Linked DNA regions of Mus musculus: all the other regions are linked to region 5. The links are chromatin contacts, called in public Hi-C, promoter capture Hi-C and targeted proximity ligation maps. All regions are on one chromosome and are shown on one strand. The core of a region is the stretch at or near the end of the contact, and the rest is flanking DNA. Distances in the headings are between cores, read along the strand shown.

Region 1 (4,885 bases), core at 1,979-4,478, 180 kb before region 5:
GAAAGAGACCTTCCAAACCTTCACCCCCCATGTGCAAAAGAACAGCTTTACTCTGACTTAAGTACTAGATTGCACCAGTTGAAAAGTGGATTTCATGCCTTAAAAGAGAAAAGCAAAACCAATATTGTACTTGGTGTTCTCATGTTCGTGCTGAGTCAATGAAAGTCCAAAGAAGGAGGAGCCTGTACCAGCCTGACTGGTCTGAGGTACCTGGGGGTTTTGTTCGGTAAAGGGTGATCCTGGAAGGTAGGGGACAGAAGGGTCCTAGAAACACCCTTTCTATCCCTATCCTTCAGTGAACGAGGTCAGAGGAGCAATGGGGCTTGTTTCAGTACTAGAACTGCCAGACCTAGGGCTTGAGGCCCTACTAAGTGTTTAGCCAGAGATGTGAGATGCTGTAAAGACTCAGAATGGCAGGATTTGTCCCATGGAGCTGTGTGGCAGAGGGAGAGGCACGAGCTGAGCTGAACAAATGCCTGGTAATGAGATAATGCAAAGGGCAGGGAGAGCAATGCTCACATCTCTCTCGCTCCTGAGAAACAGAGGCCTAGGGAAGACAGCAGCGCCTGTGGCACAGCCTCTGCCCATCAAACTCCACAACAGCTCCTCCCTAAAGGGATGTGTGATACACGCTGGTGTCCTCACCACCCTCCAGGAGAGCCCAGGCCCCAAGCTTCTGGAGTGGCCTTCCTGCAAGACAGAGCCCTGCGGCTTTGAGGCTGCTCAGCACAGGGAAGGGGGGGGGGTGTTCATTCTGCTGTGCCTGAGCAGAGCCCTCAGGAGGGAGGCTGGAAGGCTTCTGCTGCAGGACCTGAATGCATAATGTGCCTTGAGCAAACTGAGCTGTGCAGAAACCCAGACAGTCTCCTCTGCCCAGGAAAGAACATGGCTTGGACAGGTGGCTTGCCCTCTGCAGCTTCCTCCCCAACCCCACTCCCCGCGTATACCTCAGGGAGAACTTTAACAACTTTCTAAAACGTACTTTTCATGAATCCAGGGTTCATGAACCAGCTGGGGTCCCAGACTTTATTTCCTGGTCTTTGGATATAATATGCATTCCTTACATGAGACTGAAGGAAGATATGGATGGGTAAAGATTTTCATAAAAGTAGACCTTGATCATCATATCTCAGACACATTTAGAAAATAAGTACGCAATCTTTACAGTCTATTGTGCTAGTCTAATCCCTGGCCTTAGACTTCACTGCCAGACACTCGGAAAGCTAACTCGGGCTCACCTGATCTGATCGGACAGTTTCTCTTCTAGCTTCTCAAACCTCACAGAACGTAAAGAAATCCAGGGCCGTCACCGAGTGTATGCACAGTGCTTTATCAACCCTGAGATTGATCCGAGACATCCGTACACCTCATTTTCTAATGTGTACATGGAGAGGTGACTCTTGCTTGAGACATCTGACCTTGCATTTGTCAGTCCCGGAGTCTCCATCCCAGCCTGAGATGGAGCAATGGAGCAATTATATGGAGTAATTATAAAGACACCACCTTCCTTCTTCAACTCTGCACACTAGCCTTTCTAAGTGAAGTGAGCAGAGTCCTGCAAGCTCTGTAATGTGACAAGGGGATTCCTCCTGTGAGCCTAAGACAAGGGGGCTTCCTAATCCCTTTGGTTTTGGAAATGGGACTTGTTGGGGTGCAGGTGTCAATGGCTGTGGGAGGTGAGACATCTCTGCCCTCTTCGTCAGCTCTTCCATGTTTTTACATCATGATACGGTTGAGTTCTTTACTGTTGTGTTACCTTCCATCCCACTCTCTTAATCCAAAAGAGAACTTAATCATGGATTCTAGGGGCCGGGACTAGCGTATCGGAGGGATGGAAGGCCTGCATCCCATCATGCTGTAGTCTGTGGTGATGTACATCTTTAAGCAAATACACAGATCCTCTGTGACCCAACACCTGCTGCACCTTACTGCCATTATTGCATAACTTAGCATCCAGTCCAGGTAGGCACCAATTTGCTCCCGAGCAGGGCTGGCCATCTTCGGTCTACCCGTCAGCACATCGCAGACATTTAATAACCTGCAGGTTATTGTGCTGCTCCTCTTGCTGAGACAGAGATGCTCTCCCTCCTCGTTGCTCCTTGGGCATTATGGAAGAGAGACCCCCAATGACTTCCATATTTCCCATCTGCCGGCATGTTAGGACGTGATTAAATATTTAAACACTGGAACATAAAAACTGAATCTATAAAATATTTAAGTCAGTAAGTCAAATGTTTTCATTTTTAGTCATTAATTATCTTATGTGGCAATTTCATGCAAGTACACAATGTATTCTGATTGCTCACTCTCCACCCCATGTATCTTCCCTTATCCCACCATCCCTACCAACCCTCCATCCTCCTTGCCTGTCCCTTTCCCAGATTCATGACTGTGTGTGTGTGTGTGTGTGTGTGTGTGTGTGTGTGTGTGTGTCATTTAGCTTAACCAGGGCCATCAGTGTGATAGAACTATCAAATTTTGTTTTTTGAAACAGTCTCTCGTGTAGCCCAGGTTGGCCTCTAACTTAATGTGTGTGTGTGTGTGTGTGTGTGTGTGTGTGTGTGTGTGTGTGTGTGTGACCTTGAACTCCTGATCTCCCTGCTTCTACTTCCTGAGTCCTGGGATTACAGGCAAGCACCCCCATGTTCAATTTATACAATGCTGGGAATCAAACTAAAACAGGCATTTTATCAACTCAACTATATCTCCAGAACCCAATATATTGATAGTTTTATGTTTAAAATGCTATGTAATAGCTTGGTGCTGTGTGCTAGCTCATCACGTGTTAATATTTCAAATCTGTTATTCAGGGCACTGCATAGGCAGTATAGTCCCATCTCCAAACTGCTACATATAGCTCTCCGCAGACTATGTCATGAGCTTAAATTTAGACCCTTTCATGAATAGGAAGGTTGGCGAAAGACTCTATCCTGATCAACACTTTGCCTCCAGGCTTCTGGCCCCTGTGAGAGACTCCATGTAGAATAAAGGCTGAAGAAAGACCCGATGGCGCCTGCCAGGAATTTTGGCACCTGGGAGGTAGAGGTGGGAGAATCAGTTCATAAGGCCAAGAGAGAAAGAGAGAGAGGCTTGGGGGAGGGAAGGGGACATACTCAGAGAGGGGCAGGGAGAAAGAGACTCTTGAAATATACAGTCTAGGTCAGACCTTGTGCAAGTCACATCTGAACTTGAGCCACGTGCACTCACCTGTCAGCTAGGGGCTTAGACTCCTTAACCTCTGGTTCCTCTTTCTGCAGCAGCTTGTCTTAGTTGGTGCTGCCAAGCAGAACACTACAGACATTTGCCTCTCACCCTCCTGGCAACTGACTGGATTAGGTCCAAGATCAAGGTGCCGGCAGATTCCGTTTCTGCAGAGGGCCCCCTTCTTGGCTTGCAGATGGCTCCCACCCATGTGTCCCTAAGTGGTGGGGACAGAGTCTGTTCTCCCTTTCTCTCCTCGGGGCTGTCATCCCATGAAGATGGCGCCACCCTCATGACCCCATATAAACCTAGCAATGTCCCAAAGCACCCTTGCTTCTTCAGCATGGGGACTGGGGATTAGCAGTTTGAACAAGCACTGGCCCAAAACAGGTCTGTGACAATTCTGCCATCTGGTTTCTGGTAGGCACCATTCTGCTGTAGCCAGAGCAACCGTTTCGCTTCCAGCCTCAGCTCATGACTACATCAGTGTCTCTCTGGTGACAGCCACCCTGGCAGGTTCCTCCTACCCTCCCTGTCCTTCTCAGAATCCAGAAGGAAAACTGCCTTTCCTGCCTGTCAGGTTGGAGCTTGGGCCGCAGGTTTTCCAACTGTCCCCTAATATATTCACCATTCCACACCAAACAGAAGGAGTTTGGTTTCTTACTCTAGTGAATGCCGACTTTAAAAAAAAAAATCTGGTGGCTTAGGGAAAGGAAATAGAATTAAAAAAAAAAAGAAAACCCACACATGAATCGTTGCAGACAGTCTATGTTGAAGTGTCATGTGCAATTCTGCATTCTATTTTATAATAAAAATACATTTTAAAAGTCACAAACAAAACTGGGTAAACCAAGGACCAGGTCCTAAGCTAAGAGACCTGCATCTCTCTCTTAAATTCTTCCAGGTTTCTCTTGCTCCATCCTTTACTTCTTTTTAAGATCCCTTGTTCACCTTGCCTTCCAGCATCTAAAGTCAGGGCATTTGTGCATCCATTGGCTTACCCATTTATCAGGTGGTTGTGGCAGTTTTACTGCGATACTTATGGTACCTGTATCCCTACATCGCCTTGGTAACAACACACAGTGGGATGTAGCCCAGAGCACAGGCCCAGTGTCTATCAGAGCACCAAATTCAAGCATGAACTCAAAGTCTTAATCTCAGCCTCACACCTGTAACTTACAAAGAAAGAGGCACGAGGCCAGGCTTGCAGACCAGTGCCTGGAATAAAGGAGACAGAGATTAAGTAAGAGAGAGGACGGTGGATTTAGCAGTGAGGATGCCAGACTAAATGGTCCATTTGCCACTGAATCCCAGCCAGTGGTTCTGAGATCTCATGAGCTCTGGGATGCTAGCTAGTCCTTTCTTACTCTTTTGAGGAAAAGAAATCAAGAAACTCTTGGTTTCTCAGAGATATATCCAAAATACTTAAAACATGATGTAGGTGGAAGAAAATGCATCTGAAAGCCCAAACTAGCTTCAAGCAAACAATTCACAGGTGTTGGGCCTAAGACTCCATAGGGTGCATAGGGCTTTCCTCCGAGAAGCAAGCGTTCGACCATGCTGGGCCTTAGCCTTGAACCTGGGTGTACCTCTCGCACTGCCACTGAAGCTTGTATTAATGCTAAGCTCTTAGGAGTCCTTGGGAGATGGTAGTTGCTTGATAATTATAAATGACTATACCCAC
Region 2 (4,464 bases), core at 775-3,274, 150 kb before region 5:
ATCAGATAGCAGCAGAGAAAAGACACAACAGACAGAAGTCAGCCAGTAAAGGCATTAATGGGGCAGGGGCATGAAGAGAAAAAGACTCTGCAGAGGGGGCACTCAGAAGCCTCATCCTTGAGGTATGGGGATATTCTAAATCTTTGAGGGGATCTCTCCCCCCCCCCCTCTCTCTCTCCTTTCTCTCTCTCCCTTCAACCCACTTTTTCAGGTAAAGGAAGGGAAGCATTATGTCTCCTTTCGCTTTGTCTCCATTTTTTCTGTATTTCTTCCTAAGGCGGTACAGCAGGGACCAGCCATGTCTCTGCTGTATATGTGGAATGTGAGCTAAAAATGTTTGCCTGTGTTTATAACTGCAAAACAAAAACCCCAAACTTGACTCTTCTATGGAAACTGTGTATTGCTCCATTTTCAGTTGCTATAACAAAAAAAAAAAAATCTGAGTCTGGATAATATATAAAGATAAGAGGCTTGTTTGGTGGATGTTAGAAGCATGTGTGGAAGAGACATATGACAAGACAGAAAGCCAGAGACAAGAGATTCAGGCTTGTTTTCATTATGTTGCCTTAGTCTCCCTAGCACTAATAAAGGCCCTGAGAGAACTACTTTAATCTCCTCCAGGGGTGGCACTCCCAATGACCTAATCACCTTCATTAAGCCACGCCTCTTAAAAGCCCTGCACAATCCTGGAACCCAGCCTTCTAGGTCATGACAATTTGATGGATCCCCTCGTACACCAGACAGTGGTGTACGACCACCATCTGGCCCCTTCCATGGAGAACATACAGACTTCAGAAAACACTTGGGCAGCGGACAGGACCCACTGGGCTCTTTCAAATGTGAGTGCACCTTGAAATAGTCCTTCAGTGGTATCATTGACAACCTCTGTAGCCAGAGCTGCGGTGCCCGTAGCAATAACAGGCCAGTGGAAAATTGGGTGGTTGGGATTTGAGGCTATTATTTGTCATCTCTCACCTGTCCTCAGACACAAAGCCAACACAGCTGTGGTCGGCTGACAAAGGTGGAAGGACAGGTTTGGGAGAGTGAGTCACTCCTCACAGTACAGGGAGCTAGCTAGGATTTGACCCAGGCAGCCTGCTTCTAAGCTTCTTTACTTTGCCTCTCTGTTGCTGCCACTTGTTCTCCCTGTGAGCAAAAGAAACAGTGCCCCCACCCCCTGATTTGCTGTCCTGGCTCTTTTCCCCCAACTTTCTGGCAAAACTCCTCCCCACGATAAAAGGGCAAATGAAAAGCAGAAGATCTGTCAGAAACAGCTCTAACACAAACAGCTAGAATTTGTTTTCCAGAATTCCTTCATTTGTCCATCCAGCCATCCATCCATCCACCCATCCAACAAGCACAACTCAGCTCCAGGACCTCATGACAGCCTTCATCTTTGGCACCAGCAGCTTGCAAAAGTTCCTGGATCCTCCAGAGTCATTGTCACCAGATAGCTCAAAGGAAGGCTCACTTCGTAGTGCAAAGCACTTGATTAATATGCTGCAATTTGGGCAGCGCTAGGCTGTTCTGGCACCCCCACCCAACTCTGTTGCCATGACGACATTATTTTAACAAACAGCTCTTTAATATTTAATGAAAATTATACTCTGACAGGCGGGCAGAACAACCGCACCACAGAGGGCTTAGAAGGGTCCATGAGGACAACTTTGCACAAAGCCATCCGTCCCCTGATCCCTGTAAGCTGTTTGTCACCAGAAAATGCAGGTGCTCTGGGGCCAGGAGTCACTGTGATGCCAGACATGGGTCATGCATAGCAATTGAAGCTTGTCACATTTTTAAATGCAGGATGTCACAACGGTTTCATGAGGACAGGGTAGCGTGATAGCATTATTAAATACTGCTTTCTACACCGAGCTGCCGAACCCACCCCCACCCCCCACCCCCCAGCTCATCTGGGGATGCTGAGAGCCTTGTCTGCTTCCTGGGCCTTGAGTCAGGCTGAATTGTAAGACAGCATGTGAAGAGAGAGCCCAGAGTGTGCATGCCAGGCCGAGAATCAGCCTGTGCCTCCTCGTCAAAGCGCCATCTGTCCAAGGCAGCTGATTCAGTAGCAGAAGGTGCAGAGATTAGGCGATCCAGACCCCTGCCTCAAAGGGGTGTGTCAAGACGGAAAAGACCATCACTACGCTCTGGCCTCCTCCATCATTGAGTTAGTCTGTACACCAGGCACTGTAGTAAGCTTTTGAAGGCAAAAGTCATTACCCTCTAGATCTGCAATGAGAAAAATGGATGGATAACTAAAGCGGAGAGAACAATACGGTGGTCTCTCAGTTTTCTCATCCATAAATTGGGAATATAGCACTATCTTCACAGATAGCTGCCATGGGGTTCAAAACACAATAAATACATGAGAAGACCTAGGGAAAAGTATTTAAAACAGTGAGACATGCCAAGTATGACATAGATGCTAGGTAGGACTTCTTTGTCCATAGTACCACGTTTATCATTATAGGAGCTAGCATGTACCAAATGCTTACTCTTCTGCATCTCTGAGGCTGATTTGGAGCTGTACGATCTCATTGAAATTTCACAGATAAGTCTGTGAGACTATATAATCCTCACCATCCTCACTTTGCAAGGGAGGACATCGAGGTGCCATGGAGTTCCAGGATCTCTAGATGAAGTCTTGAAAATCCCCTAGGTAAACGGCCACGGCTACCACAGAAGCCAGGAATGTCCACTGACAGCATGGGACTGAAGCAGGGAAGAGCCTCTGGTGCGGAGGAAGGAGCCTGCAGCAGCAGACATGAGCTGTATCCGAGGGAGGGAGCGTGGTCTGGCTCCACAGTTGAAGAAGTAGATTCTTGGCACCAGCAGAAAGCTTGTCTTAAACAAATATAACCTGTTTATTTAGACTGTATATAAGACTTTTATTAAAATAAATAGATTGGGAGAAGAAAGGGAAAACAGAAGGGAAGGTATAAGACTTACAGTTTTCTGTTCCTCCTACTAGGATTTCACTGAGTATCTGTATGGCGAGCATAGGTGCGCGAGTGCATGTGTGTGTGTGTGTGTGTGTGTGTGTGTGTGTGTGTGTGTGTGTGTGTTAAATAACAGCCCCTGCCTGTTGTATCCCAGAGCAAAGAAACAAGCAGAGAAAGGGAAGTTCAAATTGTGCACCAAAATACAGGCAAAGTCATTAAGGAATAGCATGCCCCAATTTTTAAAACCCCTTCTCTGGCTATTTTGGTTATTTATTACCATGGTAGTGCTTTGTATCAAACAACCCCATAAGCCTATGGAGGACAGTAGGACATATTTAGTCAGCTCCCAGGTCTGAAGGGTGAAATCAATGGCCTCTCATTCCATGAGATGGCTAACATATTTGATGTCAGTTTAGGGGGAACATGGACTGTGTGCTGCTTGACATGAGGTAACCTCAACTAGGATGACAAACGCCAAAGCTGGATAAGTCATTCACCCTGTAGAGGCTTACCATGGCATGACCTCATGGGAGCGACAGTAGAGTCTACAAAGAGAAAATAACAGGACATATAGAAGCCTTAGTTATCACTAATATCCACCCTCCCAAAGCCAGTCACAACGCAGAGCCACCGTGAGAGAGCTCCACTGAGCTGTGCCACAGAGCATGGGGGTGAGGAGGCATCATGACTGAGCTATCACCCAAGCATGGTCACTGGACTTTCAGAGGGAAGAGCCCAAGGTTCAGGACAGTATGTGGCTTCCAGAGGTCCCACTGTGGTAGGGCTGGAATGTGGACACAAGCTGACTGGCTGGTCCAAAACTGGCATATTTTCCAACTTCTGCTCAGTAGGAAGATGCTCAGAAGAGGAACTAGAATAGAGTTGCTGTTGTCTTTCTGAAGCTAGAGACCCAGTTGCCCCTAAAGGAGGACAGGGCTTGTGGAATCCGTGCCATAGAAACCACATCACAGCCCCGGGAGTACGCAAACCCATTGCTGCCTGCTGCCTGCTCTTCCGACTGTGGGAATTCAAGCTAGGAGGTCCTGTGTGCCTCCAAGAAGCAACCAAGACGGGACATTCCAGTGCACAATTTGAGCTCTATGAACCTGAGTGACTCCGGATGGTAGTTCATCTCCATTGTCAACTTGTAAAATCACCCAAGAGACATAACACAGGTCATGTCTGGAGCAATTCTACTAAAAGGGAAAGACCCACCCTGGGTGTGGACAGCACCATGCCTCCATGGGCTAGAGTCCCAGACTGAAGAAAAGGGAAAAGGCGAGTGGTTCACCTTCGTTCCTGCCCTTCTACTTGTAGTTGGAAAGCAGACCCAGCCAAGAGGGTATCACATTCGTGCTGCATGCCGCCCACCATGATGGACACTATCCCCTTGAACATCCACTCAAACTCTGAGCAAAACTCAACCCTTCCTTCTGTGTGTTGCTTCTTGCCAAGAATTGGGTCAGCACGAGTTAAGTCACTGACATACTCAGAGAGCTGCAGCATCCTCTCTCTTAGT
Region 3 (4,490 bases), core at 1,467-3,966, 200 kb before region 5:
AACAAACTAGGGTCTGCCTCTCAGGAAGTCGGTCCCCTGAAGGGTCCAACCACAGCCCTCCAGATAACTTTATTTTAAGCTCTGACTGGAGGGTCCAGGCTGCTGAGATTTTATAGTTGTGACATTTGAAGCCACCAGCTTTCTGGCTGCTGCAGCAAAGAAAGAGAGAGGGACATCAAGCCACTCTCAGAGATGCCACGAGTGCTCACACGGGGAGCCTGGGCAGTGTTCGGTGTGCCTGATTCCTTGTTCCATAGCAAGGGGGCTCTGCCCATCAGAGCCCTGGCTGTGCTGCTCCAGCAGACACCAACTGCATCGGCTCTGTTTTGGTCTTTGTGTGCTGAAATACCAAAAGCTTTCGCCCACCTCTGGTAGCGCCTGCTCTTCTAGAGTTAAGACTCAGTCCTTGCTTGAATTGGGAGTCAGGACCACAATGATTATTAGCAGGAAAGCCAAGGCCTAAGCAAAAGCATCCAGGAACTTAGTCCAGGGGGCATCTTACAGCTTTAAGGCAGCACCAAGTTCCCCTCTCAGTGAAAGGTGAAGGAGCCATCGTAGGAAAGTGAAAAGCCACCAAACATTTTGTTGTTGTTGTTGTTGTTGTAATGTATTACCTATTTCACGTACACTTAGGAGCATACCATTACAGTTTCGGTTTGCACTGAACACTCAGTGTAGCATAAAGGTTAACATTCAGTGAGGCCCCAACTTAACTGCGAAGCATCCCAGTACGACTGCTAACGGCCCCAGTTCACCCCAGCCGTCAGCGTGCCGCCCTTCCACAGCACTATTGCTGAAGCTTGTTCACTCCACCCGTGTGAGGTCATTGCTGTTTCTCTCCTCCTGAAAGAGGCTTGGGGAATCTCCATGGAACAATTGAGAAAAGTGAGACAACATTTAAAACGATAGCTAAGAAAGGGTCCAAGCTGAGCCTCACAGTGCAGAGGAATGGCTGACTCGATACGCATCACTGTTAGGCGGCGCCCAAAGGGCCAGGGCTTCACTCTCAGGACTCACGGGGTTTCACACATTCTGCACCACCAGCCATTCTGGGGTCAGTCCGAGGCCGTTGGGATTCTGGGTGCTTGGCTTGTTTCTGCGTGTGGTGTTCCTATAGGAAGCAAGCACAGGATTGCTATATGCTAGGTACCACATTAAATGTTAGGCCTATCGTAATGGCAAAATGAAACACGTCTTTTTCCATTCAAATCTGTTTAGTTCTTCTTCAAAGGATCCCTTAAGAACCTTGAGCTCCAAGAAGTGGGAGTGGGTGGGTGGGGGAGCATGTGGGGGACTTTTGGGATAGCATTGGAAATGTAAATGAAATAAATACCCAATTTTAAAAAAAAAAAAACGAACCTTGAGCTCAGCACTCTGGTCAGGAAGGGTTGGTTGTCTGTTTGGATTTTGGCTCTGAAACGTTGCCTGGCAGATGGGTTCCACGTGGGCAGCAAGCCTTCTTCCACCAGCCAATCCTGGGACTACCCAGCAGGCAGTGTGTGTGTGACCGACTTTGCACTGGTTTCTGTGGTGACCAGTCAGCTGACCGCCTTCAAGTTCATCTAGTCCAGCCAGCCGTGGCTTTATAAGATGGGGAATGTGGACTCTCCCTAGCCTCTGAATTACTCAGGGTCCTATTGCTAGTATGAAGTGTCTCCAGGTTAGATGGTTTCATAGTACCGCTCTGTATAAATGGTACAGTGAAGCTTCCTCTTTATGGCATTAAAGGATGCCCCGTAAATCACTTTTTGCCCTTGTGACACTTTAGACCATTTTCTTTTGCTTCTCCTCTCTACCTATAGTGTCCAGGACTGACAGTGACCCAGGACTGTCTTCTCATCTGTTGGCAAGACTCGAGGGACCAATCACAGTTGTAAGATCTGTCTCAGAAGAGCAGACTGTGTCCAGCCTTAAATGTTTGCCAGTGGAACCTGCGCTAGAACCTTGTGATTCCTTTTCTTGTTTGGTTTTTAATATCAGAGTTTCAGGCCAAGTTCTCTGCTGAAGACAGATGTTTAGCCTGGTGGTAGTGGTGTAGGCAGCAGGCAGAGTTTGAGGCCTACAGAGTGAGTTCCAGGACAGCCAGGGCAACACAAAGAACCCTGACTTGAAAATAAAAAGGAAAGAAATAAAGAACCAAAAGAAAAAGATAATTATTTAAAACGATGGATAGGAAAGAGACTAGGAAAGAAAAAAGAAATGTGTTATTAATTATTATTTGGGACATCCTGAGCTACATAATGAATTCTAGGTCAACATAGGCTATAAATAAGTGTGTGTGTGTGTGTGTGTGTGTGTGTGTGGCATGCACTTGTTAGTCTGAGTGTGTATAGGTGCCCATGCTTTGGAGACCTAAAGTCAGTATTAGGAGTCTTTTCTTAATTACTTCCTTTATTATTTGAGACAAGGAATTTTTTTTAAAGATTTATTTATTTATTTATTTATTTATTATATATGTGTACACTGTAGCTGTCTTCAGACACTCCAGAAGAGGGCATCAGATTTTTGTTATGGATGGTTGTGAGCCACCATGTGGTTGCTGGGATTTGAACTCAGGACCTTTGGAAGAGCAGTCGGCGCTCTTAACTGCTGAGCCATCTCACCCGCCCAAGACAAGGAATTATTAATAGATCATCAATTTGACTAAGCTGGCTAGCCAGTGCTCTGCCCCACCCATTACTGGGCCGTAGCGTGTTCCTCCACCCTTGGCCTCTTACATGGTCTGGAGATCCGAACCCAGGTGCTTGTACCCGCACTCTGCCAGTTGAGCCATCTCCCCAGCCTAAAGTCCATGGATTTTTTTTATCACATGGTTTAAATAGTAAAACATGCTGCCCAGCTAATGGGACTGGTTTAATTACGCAGCAGAATCAGAGAACTTGAGAGGTCATCAGCCCCCTGGGAAGCCAGGAAAGGCACCTCTGGTCTGGGCCTCTCTCGCTGGCAAGCTTAGACAGTGTGATTGCATCCTCGGGTGTGGGAAGCAGTCTTGTTCCTGAGAATCTAAGAGAGTTCTGTCTGCCTGCCCCCAGCACCTTTCCTCTGAAGGAGTAGCAGGTATCTGAAGCAGCATTCGAGAGCAGAGAATGCATTTGCTTCCTCCTACAGGTGGTACAGCTGGAAACAGTCTGCCCTACAGACTTTGTTCCTGAGAGCCAAAGAAGCAGGTCATCATTATATCCCTTCCATCTCAGCCCATGTCCCTTCCTCTGTCCTATATCTACGCAGCAGCCATAGCCAGAATCCTGGTGGCCCCAGCTCTTCTGCTCTGGTAATCATCCCTAAGGCATCTGGTGACCTGCCTGTAACCCTTGGCCTCTTCAGTCCCAGACAGCACAGCCAAGCCCCCAGGCTGCAGTGGCCACCCTTTCCGCAAGGTGGGCGCTTAGTGCATATTCATGGAATTTCTCAATGCTGATGGACCCACAGTGACCCTTATCTGAGATATAAGCAGTTGGAGACTTGGCACACTGGTGATTTGTCCTGGCAACAGATGAGACATCTTTGTACCCTGTGCTGTTGGTAACCCCAAAGGCAATGCTGGAGTTAATCATGAGAGTAGCGGGTGGTCATTTACAAGCCAAGTCTTTTCCCGGGAGAAGACAGAGAGGGAGGGAGGGAGGGAGGGAGAGTGGGGGAAAGGAGAGAAGGGAGGGAGGCAGGCAAGAACAGAGAGAATTTTCCTCATTTCCGATGCATGTTGGGGGCTTGCCTGGAAGACATGCAAGCAAAATCAAGCCCACATCTGGAATTACTCTGCACATGTAGACAGGTGCACACACTGCTAGGACATTGCTTGGACTCTCTGCACAACCTTGGCATCCGCAGACACACATGCAACCTGGTGGTCTGCTTTGTGGAGTTCCCATTTGTAGACGCCTCACTCTGTCCGTCCCGACTTTTGGCAAATGGAAAAAGCTATACATTTGTATAGCATTTGGAGGCTTGTTTAATAGCAAATCTGTAAAGCACCCCAAATCCTAGGTTATCAGTCAGGGGCTCATTATTGCTAATTATCTATTCATTTTGGATATATGTAATAAAAGTCTCAGGACCTATTGGGCAAATTATCATTTTTAATAGGATAGTTACTTAAGTCAACATATTCCTGCACCTCTCCCATGATGACTCCTTTTGTAAAGACGAGATGAATTTTATAGGTTGAGATTGACAGCTTTTCTAATGAGCAATATTTTGATATGGAGTTTATTTTATTAAATTGGGGGGGGGGGAGTCTGGGGAACATGATGGGTGTTTTTATTTCAGAAAGTAAATTCAGGATCTTAAGAGACACAAATATTTACTGTATCCTCTCACCGTCCCCAAAATGCGTTGTTTGAAGTAGGATTGTAGCTAATGGCCCACCCTCTCTCTGTTTGGATATGCTGTCGTGGAACTTTCTACTATGGAGCACACAGCCCGAGAGAAGTTCATGAACAGGCAGGGCTTGGGAGAGCGGAAGCCAACTCCTCCATCCTGCTGCTGTCTTT
Region 4 (4,828 bases), core at 905-3,404, 240 kb before region 5:
TGTAAGTATGGAGTCAGAGGCAAACCCAGGAACCAAAGGGGCCTGACATAGCTAAGGAACAGTGGTAGGAGGGAGAGTGTGAGCTAAGTGGGGGTGAGAGCTTCCCAAGCCGCCAGGGCCCATGGTAAGGACCCTGGAATGCCTTTCATAAGTGATGGGAAGCAAGGAGCCCTCCATTTCCCAAGGCAGAGACAGACAGGAGACAAGCTCAGACAGCCTTGGTTCTGATTCTGGCTCTCCCATCTCCTCAATGGCAGCCTCCAGCTCTTTGTCTCCCTACAAAGACATAAACTGAGCTTCTGGAAAGGCTTCTTTGACATCCCTGTGCACCCTAGGAAGAGCCCGCAGCTCGGGGTCTCTCAAAGGATGACTCCACCTGAGCGGCATAGTGACAAAGGTTGTATACAGCAGGCCCTGGGTATCAATAGGAAATTAGTCTCAGGGCCCACTCCACCTTTCTTCCAATATCCGTGCCCTTATAGAAAATGACACAGGGGACTGGAGGGCTGGCTCAATTGGTAAAGTGCTTGCTGTGCAAGATGAGTCCCCGATTTTGGATTTCCAGGACTCACCTAAAAGCTCGGTGCAGCACATTTCCATTATCCCCGAGCTGGGGGTGAGGGCGGGATGGGGTGTGGTGAGGGAGACAGGTGACCCCTGAGAGCTCACTGACTAGCCAGCATAGACAAATTAGTGAGCGACAGACTTAGTGAGAGCTCCTGTGTCCAAAAAATAAATAAATAATAATTTTTAAGAAATGAGGTGGAGACCCTCTCACCCGAGCTCAGGGATCATTGCATGAGGGGAGCCAGGGGTCGGGAAGGACTGGGGAGAAACAGTGTCTTTGGGCCTTGACAGATGCATCATAGGTGCCTGCAGAAGACCTGCACAAGATCAGTCCAGTCCATAGTCCAGGATGGCGAGGGAGGGGATCCGAAGTCCCACCCCTAGCTGAGGAGCTCTTGACAGTTGAAGGCTTCTGGGGTAAGTGTAAGTTGTCTTTAAGGGTATGGCCCCAGGTAGTTCAACCACATCCTACTAGTTGACTCCATCCTCAGGAGTATATAGACAGCAGAAATGGGACTCAGCAGGTTTTTTTAAAATGGACTCAAAGTTGAGAGGGTTGAGGTTGAGAGAAGCTGGGGGAGGGAGAGGGGATTAACTATAACCAGAATACACTATACACATACTGTACACATGTATGAAAATACTGAATATTTAAAGGTAGAAAGCAATTGAAAAAGACATCCTGACATCAACCTCTGGCCTCTACATACCTGTGCACACACGTGAACACAAACACGTACAGTAAATACACGATGCACACATGCCCAGAGATATAAATAAAAAAATTTAAAAGAAAATAGCATAGTACTTCCACCTGCTGCCCAAATCTTCTTGCATAGCTTAAATCCTCTTACGTCACCTATGGTGCCTCACAGTGTGTGGTGGTCCTCATAGAACGGATTGACAGTGACAAGAGAAACATTGTTGCCAACATTCTCAGCACAAACACAATGTTTCTCTTGAATGTTTCTGAGCTGCGGTTGGTGAAGTCCATGGAGGTGACTCTGTTTCTGAATTATGCATTGCTCTAGATCCGATCACTGAGTGTGAGTGCGTCACAGCACATGTGTGGCAGTCAGAGGACAACTCCCAGGAGGCAATTTTCTTCTTCCACACCAGTTCCAGGGATCAAACCTCCACAGCAAACCCCCTCCTTGCTGAACCATCTCACTGGCCCTAAATGTTTTTTTTGTCTTTTGGGTTTTTTTGTTTTGTTTTGTTTTGTTTTGTTTGGGTTTTTTTTTAGTTCAAATGAAAAAAAAAATGTAGTTCATGACTTATGACTCCTTTTGTAAATAAAAAAGAGGGGAACGGGGCTGGGAAAGAAACTTTGTAGGAAGGTTTTGAACACACCAAAGGGTAACGAATGCTGTGATGACTATTCTCTGTTATATTTAAGTGGTTTTCTCTGTTATATTTAAGTGGTTGTGATGTCAGCTCTAACGTTCTAGCATCCTGGGACCCTTTTTGGTAACAACAGGAGGATGACTTCAGACTCCACTGACCGTCCAGCTGATGACATGGCAGATCTGTAATGCTGGCATCCTCCATGCAAACCCTGTGCTACAAATATTAATAGAAGTCAGCCGTCATCATCCCTGGCACTGTCACAGCAGGCCCAGACAAGTGCTGGGACGAGAGAGCAGGGGGAACAGAGAAGGAAGCCAGAACATGGCATGCAGCACATCTGTGAAAAACTTAGATCAACCTGGGTTATCCAAACCTGCCGGATGTTGTGGTTTGGATCTGTATCTCCAACCCCATCATGCTTTCAATTCCCATTGTCTCCTTTCTTATGGGGGAGTGTGGAGCTTTCAGGAGGTGGCTATGCTAGCTGACAGAAAGGGGTCACTTAGAGCAGGTCACTGAGGGCGATTCCTCTGACCTTGCCCTCTTTTTCCTGCCCCACTATTATATGAGCAGCCTTTGCCAAATGCTCTCACTGACACGAATTTCACCTGACCCACTATTATATGAGCAGCCTTTGCCAAATGCTCTCACTGACATGAATTCACTACACTTTCCCCTCCGTGATGACTCTCTGAAAACAGGAATCAAAGACATTCTTCCCTCCCCCCAGTAGTTTGGGTCACAGTGATGTGAAAGTAATTACAGCAGTAGGTACCAGGCTGCAACTGGGCATTCGGGGCTGGTTTGGACTCTTATGTGAATTGATTCACATAGCCCCTTATGGCCAACATAGTGCAGTAGTGACTAACCACGGTTGTCTCTGCTTAAGAGAGGACACAGAGGAGCAGAGAGGTTAAGTAACTAGCCCAGGACAACACAATTAGTGATCTCATTCCACATCTGGGTAGAGAGCTTTTGCATTTGGCCTCAGCTTTCCTGTGTATGTGTGACCCCTAGGCACAGAAAGGTTTGTGCATAAGACATCATTTAGTGGTCTGTTTGTTGCTTTCTTACAGTCATGTGTAGTCTACCACACTTGTCAATCTGCATGTACCATGAGTGTCCCACCAACATCAAAACCCACAAACCATGGGGTCTCGCAGTACACACTGAGCACATTTATGTGGGCTCTGGGGAATCCCCAGCCCTGAGAGCCCTGAGAGCCCTGAGAGCCCAGGCCCTCTCCAGCTCCTGCTAAGTAATATTGCAGCAGCTCATCTTTTCCACTTAAAAGCCGGCCAAGGCAGGCATGATGGCTCATGCCTCTGATTCCAGCACTCAGGAGGCTAAAACGGGAGGAGCAGGAGATGGAGGACAATGTGAGAGACACACTGAGACTCGGAAACAAAAACAAAAAGTAAATATACGTTTTATTGGGAAAATGTAGTATCATGCAATAGATTTTTGACCATGACTTCCCTCCCCAAATTCCTCCCAGATTCTCTCCCACCTCTCTCTCTACCCACTCAACTTTGTATTCTTTTCCTCTCTTTCTCTCTGCAAAACAAACAACAAAAATAAAACAGACACACACAAAAACAATCAAACAAAAAAATGGAAATCAAAATAAACAAGAAAAAGATCATGAGACAAAAAAAAAATACACAAACAAAGCAAAAGGAGTCAGAAAGTATACAAAATACTATTGAGTTCATCTTGTGTTAGCCAGCCACTGTAGGACATGGGGCCCTGTAGTTAGTGAGACTCCATTGGAGAAGACTGAGTTTTCCTTTGCTGGTCGGTATCAATTGCAGATAGCTTCTTGGTTAGGGATAGGAGACCATGTCGACCTTCCCTTCTTAGTGCCAGGACCCTGGCTGGCTGGGACCAGTGCAGACCCTTTGCACAATGCCACAGTCGCTGAGTTCACATGTGCCCCAGTCCTGTTGTGTCTGGAAGACACTGTTTCCTTGGAGTAATCTATCACCTCTGGTTCTTACACTCTTTCTGTCTCTTCCTCTGCCAAGATCCCTGAACACTGAGGAAGGGCTTTAATAAAGTTAACCTATATAACTGAGTTCTCCAAAGTCGCTCTCTCTACTGGTCAATTGTGGGTTAAAAACAAAACAGCCTGGCCAGTGGTGGCACACACCTTTAACTCCAGCACTTGGGAAGCAGAGGCAGGCAGATTTCTGTAAGTTCGAAGCCCGTCTGGAGAAATAGCCAAGCTCCAGGAGAGCCAGGGCTACGCAGAGAAATAAAAGCAGAACAAAACAAAAATCTAACCAAGTAGTATGGGCACAGTTATCTGCATGAGAAACAGAAATTAGACACGATGCCAAGAGTAATAATAATATTTATTATATACCTTATAGACCTATAACTTAATCCTCTCAACGGTTCTGCAAGGAAGTAAGTTATCAGGCTCTGCTGCCCCTGTCTTTCACATAGAAAACAGACAGTGGAGAGATGAAGTACACTCCACGGGCTCCCAAAAACAGGAATAGTTGATTCTGTATAAATGTCCCACTCTAACCCCGGTGCCTACACATGACGCCACAAAGACCACCCTGAGAATCCTAAGGGAGCCAGGACCAATTCAGTTCAATTGATAGTTATCAATTACACGTGTGTATGCACAGTATTGTAGTAAGAGTTGACAACCCAGTGATTGAAATAATCCTTGCCCAATGGAATTTAAAGTTCAATAAGAAAAGCTACAGAGTATATTTATCCAGCTACTTACTGCTGAGCATCTGCTGCATCCCTGAGACAGGTGCATGGAGAAGAGATTTGGAAAGATTGTAACAGCTAGAAGTGATGGCTGAAGGAAACTGTCTTCTGGACATAACAGGACTAAGGCATATATGAACTCACAGAGACCGTGGAAGCATGCACAGGGCCTGCATAG
Region 5 (4,741 bases), core at 1,716-4,215:
TGGTGGCTCACAACCATCCATAATGAGATCTGACTCCCTCTTCTGGAGGGTCTGAAGACAGCTACAGTGTACTTACATGTAATAAATAAATAAATAAATAAATCTTAAAAAAAAAAAAAAAGAATCCAAATGAAGGAGAAAAAGGAGGGGGTGAATAAGATTCCAGTTATATAAATGTCTAGAAAATAATTAATGTGAGGGACAGACAACATCCAGCCGTGGCAATACACCAAGTCGGATGGGGATAGAAAAAGATCACAAAGAAGAGACAGGAGGGAGCCGGGCGTGGTGGCGCCTCTAAGGGCTCTGAGTACCATGGGAATCATCATTAATGTTACTGTTAATCTTTGATGCTTTGTATACATTAATTTTATTGGTGTATAAGACACATGAAGAAAGCTGTTGCCGGGCAGTGGTGGCCCATTCCTTTAATCCCAGCACGTGGGAGGCAGAGGCAGGTAGATTTCCGAGTTCAAGGCCAGCCTGGTCTATAGAGTGAGTTCCAGGACAGCCAGGACTATACAGAGAAACTGAGTCTCAAAAAAAAAAAGAGAGAGAGACAGGAGGGAGTCTTACGGTGACAGATATGTTCATCCTCTTGATTTGGTAGTAGGTTCACAATGAGTACTTATGTCAAACTTACACAATTATATACTTTAAATATGCAAATTAAGAATATATATAGAGTGTGTATGTGTCTGTTATTGACTAATGATCCATAGGATTTTTTTTTTCTGAGCCAAAGTAAAATTTTGTGGCTCAGGCTGGGCTCCAATTTGAAATCACCCAGTCTTAGCCTCCCAAGTGCTAGTATTATAGGAATGTGTCATGCTGCTGACCAAACATTTCTTTTGTGGTTGCTTTTTTTGTTGTTGAAAATCATGGGGCTCAAGAACAGAAGGATCATGCCTCTCTTTTGGCTTTCCTCTTACTTCAATTTCCTAGGAAATAGGGATAATAGTAGCACCTATCTGTGGCAAATCAAATTCTTTCCCCTCTCCCCTCATATATGTCTACATACTACTCGAAGTATGCGTGAAGCCTAGCAAACATATACATAGACAGACAGACAGACAGACACGCACACACACGTGCGCACATGCACCAATCTTTGAAGATGTAAGTTAAGGAGTTTCCGGCTGGTGAGATGGCTCAGCAGCTAAGAGCACTAACTACTCTTCCAAAAGTCCCGAGTTCAAATCCCAACAACCACAAGGTGGCTCATAACCATCCGTAATGAGATCTGATGCCCTCTTCTGGTGTGTCTAAAAGACAGCTACAGTGTACTTACATATAATAATAAATAAATCTTTTTTTTTAAGTTGAGTTTCATCTAAGAATATCATTCTGGACTATTCTTGTGAACCCTAAATCCAACTGTAACTGTCCATAGTAAATGGCAAGTCAAGCTCTGAGACTTAGAGAGAACCTTGTGAGATACCGACTCAAATAGCCTTGCATGAGTGCCCCAAAGGGAACAGGAGACAGAAGCAGGTGTGGGTCAGAAGTGCGGCTGATCTATGTTAATGAGGGAGCAGTTGTAAGAAGCTTACTGAAGCTGACAAAGGGCAGAGGCTATGTTACAAGTGTCATTACAAATAAATAAATAAATAAACCAAGTACCATTACATGCCTCATTAACAACAAGAAGGAAAGACATACATACACATCGGATAAGTCTTTGGCAGAGCCTGACTATGTCTGGATACACACCTTAAGTCTCAGGAGTCATACACACATCAGATGACTACAGCTCAAAACCGATCAGGAGAGAAAGGTCCTTTCCTAGCAGTGTGGTGAACTCAAGTCGTGTTCCCTTAAAAATATTTACACTCTCTTTTGAAAACCTCATTTAATTTTTACTTTAAGATTTTTCATTTATTTTCATATATGAGAAAAGTAAAGAGATATTTGCAACAAACAAAAGGTGGCTATCCCAGACAAAGAAGAAAATCTTTGTTGCCAGACTCTGTTGACACGGAATGTTGAGAGAATACATTTCTGGTCTTTTCATTTGGTTTTTGGTTTTTCGAAACAGGGTTTCTTTGTGTAACTCTGGCAATCCTGGAACTAGTTCTGTAGACCAGGCTAGCCTGACCTCATAAGATCTGCCTGCTTCTGCCTCCCAAGTACTGGGATTGAAGACGTGTGCCACTACTACCTGGCATTATTTCTGTTTTATACGCCAAACGTGGACCGATTTCATTAGAAATCGACTTGCAACTTCATACATCACTGAAGTGGAGTTAAAAGTATTATCTAAATTGCTTCTCTGTGAATTAAGTGCGTTGGCCTGTTAAGCACGCGGGACAGCCACACGTAGTAAGCACTAAAGAAACACTGAGTGAATTTTGCTAAGTGAAAAAGATTTCCGATGCCAGTGCAGCTGGTTCTTGACGTTTTTTTACTTTTCTAGATTATGAGGAGTGGGTTGCAAACCATAATGTGGGAGCATCTTGTAAATTTACGCAATTAAAGCGTGATGAGTATGGCAAAAAATAAACAAAAACAAACCAAACAAAGCGGAATTCATTTAGGTCTGTGGAGTTCTGCCGTGCCTGTAAGTTCTAGGAAAGGAACTCCTCCATTTCTCAACGAACTTGTCTTTTGCATCTTTGTTATTTCTATAAATCTCTTATTCTAAACGCAATAGAGAACGAAATGCAGGAGGCAGCAAGCTCTCAGGAGAAAAACACTTTTGGTGTCTGTTTGAGCCTATAGGTGTCAGAGAATTGAAGTCCCAGACTTGGTTTTCAGAAAACTACAACTCCCTGAAGCCTTTGGGTCGCAGAATTAGAAGCCTCAGAAAAGGGGTGGAGTCTAGAGAGAAGCCGTTGGTTGTTTCCATTGTCCAGAGTGGAGGGACCACAAGAGCGGAGGTGGGCGGATCCCCGTCCTGATTGGTTGTAACTAGAAGGGGCGTCCCCCGCGTGATTGGCACAGTCCTTGGGGGCGGAGACCCCGCGGCGGCCGCTCGAATTTCCCGGGTTGGGCGCGCGGGGACTGCTGGGTAGCTCTCGGGACGGTTACCCTCACCGGGTCAGCCGCGGATCGGAGTCGGGGTAGGGGTCGGGGTTCGACATGCAGAGCACTGACCTGGGCAACAAGGAGAGCGGCAAGATATGGCACCGCAAGCCATCGCCAGCCACTCACGACGGGTGAGGCCGCGGGCTGTGGAGACCGACGAGGGGGCGGGTCTGCGGGAGACTGAAGTGGGAAGCGTGGAGGAGGAATGCTGGCCCGGGGATTCTGACTCTGGCCGTGCGCTGCATCCCTGGGTTGGGACCTCAGGAGGAGCAAGTAGCTCCGGAAACCGTAGATTGCAGTTGTCCCAGAATCTGGTCCCTGGTCACGGTGAGAGGCAGGCAGGAGAAGGCTCTACGACTTGTGCAAAAGAATTTGCAGTTCAGCTGAGTGCCAGGACTCCACCTGCTTTGATTTATTAATGTCTATTCCAGTTGGGGGGAAAAAAAACTCCAGGAGGTGATGGGAGCAAAGAAAGCAATGCACATCTACCTTTCCAAAAGCCGATGCTCTCCATCCTTAAGTCATTCATTACATTGCACACCTGTAATGTTGAGAGCCTAGTGTGGGCCAAGCACGCTTTTCACTATGGAACAACGCTGGAACAAACTTAAGTTCTGCAGTGAGTGTTGCAGGGCCTGTCATTGGTGCGGGGACTTTTACCCGCCTGTGCTTCCTTTTATTCTGTTTGGAGTAGCGGGTTTAACACGCAGCCTCTTGTGTGACGTCAGTGGGAGTCTTTGCCCCCTCCCCCATTTGTTTTGGTTCCCATGGTGCCTGCCTAAGCGATCTTGGTGTTTCTGATTACCTACGTTTGCGTGGACTGCATAGTATCACTTGGGTTCATACCTCGAGGTTTGTTTCTCAAGAGACTTTTCTATTTATCTTTTAGTTGCTTCCCTAGAAATCAGACTAAGTGTTTTTGTAAGCTGAAAGCAGTTATAAGTGGATCAGCCACTTATTTGACTAGCCAGCCAGCCACTGTGGTTTCTGGTGGCTGTCCACCCTTTATCAGTGCTATTCACCCGTTGACCTATTGAATAAACAATCTTGTCAATAGTGGAGATTCTTCGGCGTTTTCCTTTCAGCTCGGAAAGCAGTTTTGAGCCAGGACAGCTAAGTTGAACCAGCCAGCAGAGCTCAGAAAGAACTAAAAAGGGTGAGCTTACTCAGCAGTAAGTCTCAGAGGTTGAGAACATTCTAGGTTTAGATTAGGTTGTCCGGAGGCTAGAAGCTTTGGGGACTAGGCCTAGGTTAAGAAACAAAAGGCAGTAAGCCTCCAGGATGACAGTTATATCAGGAGAATAAAAAACGTGTGTGTGTGTGTGTTGATGTGTGTATGTATGTATATATGTGTGTGTGTATGCATGTGTGTGTTGATGTGTGTATGTATGTGTGTGTGTGTGTGTGCATGTGCATGTGTATGTGTGTGTGCATGTGTATGTGTATGTATGTATGTATGTATGTATGTGTTGATGTGTGTATATGCAGGTATGCTTGTAAAGCCCAGAGATTAGCATCGGCATCTTCCTTAAGTGCTCTTCACCTTAGTTTTTGAGACATAGACTCTGACTGAACTTAGTGCTCATCTCTTTAGCTCCAGGGAACTGTCTATGTTTCCAACGCCCCGTCACTGGGGTTCCAGATGTGGGCCACGATGCAAAGATTAATTTTTGTCTTTCAACACCATGAAACTCCATAAAGATGAACAGCGTAA

Evidence for each region. Promoter capture Hi-C pulls out the DNA fragments that hold promoters and counts their contacts. A called contact is a pair of places that touch in the nucleus more often than the background predicts.
Region 1: a targeted proximity ligation map of forebrain shows a contact between it and region 5, with 3 times the contacts expected there. A contact is called at or near these places in 2 of 39 promoter capture datasets (liver and pre-B cells), 1 of 484 Hi-C or Micro-C datasets (cerebral cortex), 7 of 130 datasets of targeted methods (the SCID.adh cell line, bone marrow-derived macrophages, embryonic basal ganglia and 4 more) and 2 of 9 other capture datasets (adipose tissue and liver).
Region 2: a Hi-C map of cortical neurons shows a contact between it and region 5, with 2.1 times the contacts expected there. A contact is called at or near these places in 1 of 39 promoter capture datasets (the HPC-7 cell line), 1 of 484 Hi-C or Micro-C datasets (cortical neurons), 3 of 130 datasets of targeted methods (double positive thymocytes, effector CD8 T cells and large pre-B cells) and 3 of 9 other capture datasets (adipose tissue, liver and pancreatic islet).
Region 3: a contact with region 5 is called in a promoter capture Hi-C map of liver. A contact is called at or near these places in 5 of 39 promoter capture datasets (the C10 cell line, the HPC-7 cell line, cranial neural crest and 2 more), 16 of 130 datasets of targeted methods (the NIH/3T3 cell line, the SCID.adh cell line, bone marrow-derived macrophages and 13 more) and 3 of 9 other capture datasets (adipose tissue, liver and pancreatic islet).
Region 4: a contact with region 5 is called in a targeted proximity ligation map of T-cell acute lymphoblastic leukemia, with 2.2 times the contacts expected there. A contact is called at or near these places in 6 of 39 promoter capture datasets (the C10 cell line, cranial neural crest, liver and 3 more), 1 of 484 Hi-C or Micro-C datasets (CD8 T cells), 13 of 130 datasets of targeted methods (the SCID.adh cell line, T-cell acute lymphoblastic leukemia, acute myeloid leukemia and 9 more) and 4 of 9 other capture datasets (adipose tissue, embryonic stem cells, liver and 1 more).

What each region holds. Positions count from the first base shown.
Region 1 is chr15:57,728,028-57,732,912 of GRCm38.p6, forward strand. All of the region lies in intron 1 of Zhx2 (zinc fingers and homeoboxes 2), which reads left to right. Among named protein-coding and RNA genes, the nearest start is that of Zhx2, 36 kb to the left of the region's middle.
Region 2 is chr15:57,764,702-57,769,165 of GRCm38.p6, forward strand. The region is part of intron 2 of Zhx2 (zinc fingers and homeoboxes 2); the gene reads left to right. Among named protein-coding and RNA genes, the nearest start is that of Zhx2, 72 kb to the left of the region's middle.
Region 3 is chr15:57,707,530-57,712,019 of GRCm38.p6, forward strand. All of the region lies in intron 1 of Zhx2 (zinc fingers and homeoboxes 2), which reads left to right. Among named protein-coding and RNA genes, the nearest start is that of Zhx2, 15 kb to the left of the region's middle.
Region 4 is chr15:57,667,412-57,672,239 of GRCm38.p6, forward strand. No RefSeq gene overlaps it. Among named protein-coding and RNA genes, the nearest start is that of Gm35682, 9.7 kb to the left of the region's middle.
Region 5 is chr15:57,909,234-57,913,974 of GRCm38.p6, forward strand. It overlaps Tbc1d31 (TBC1 domain family, member 31), which reads left to right and starts at 2,966. Exons shown (of 21, transcript NM_001081396.2): 1 at 2,966-3,158. The coding sequence starts at 3,082.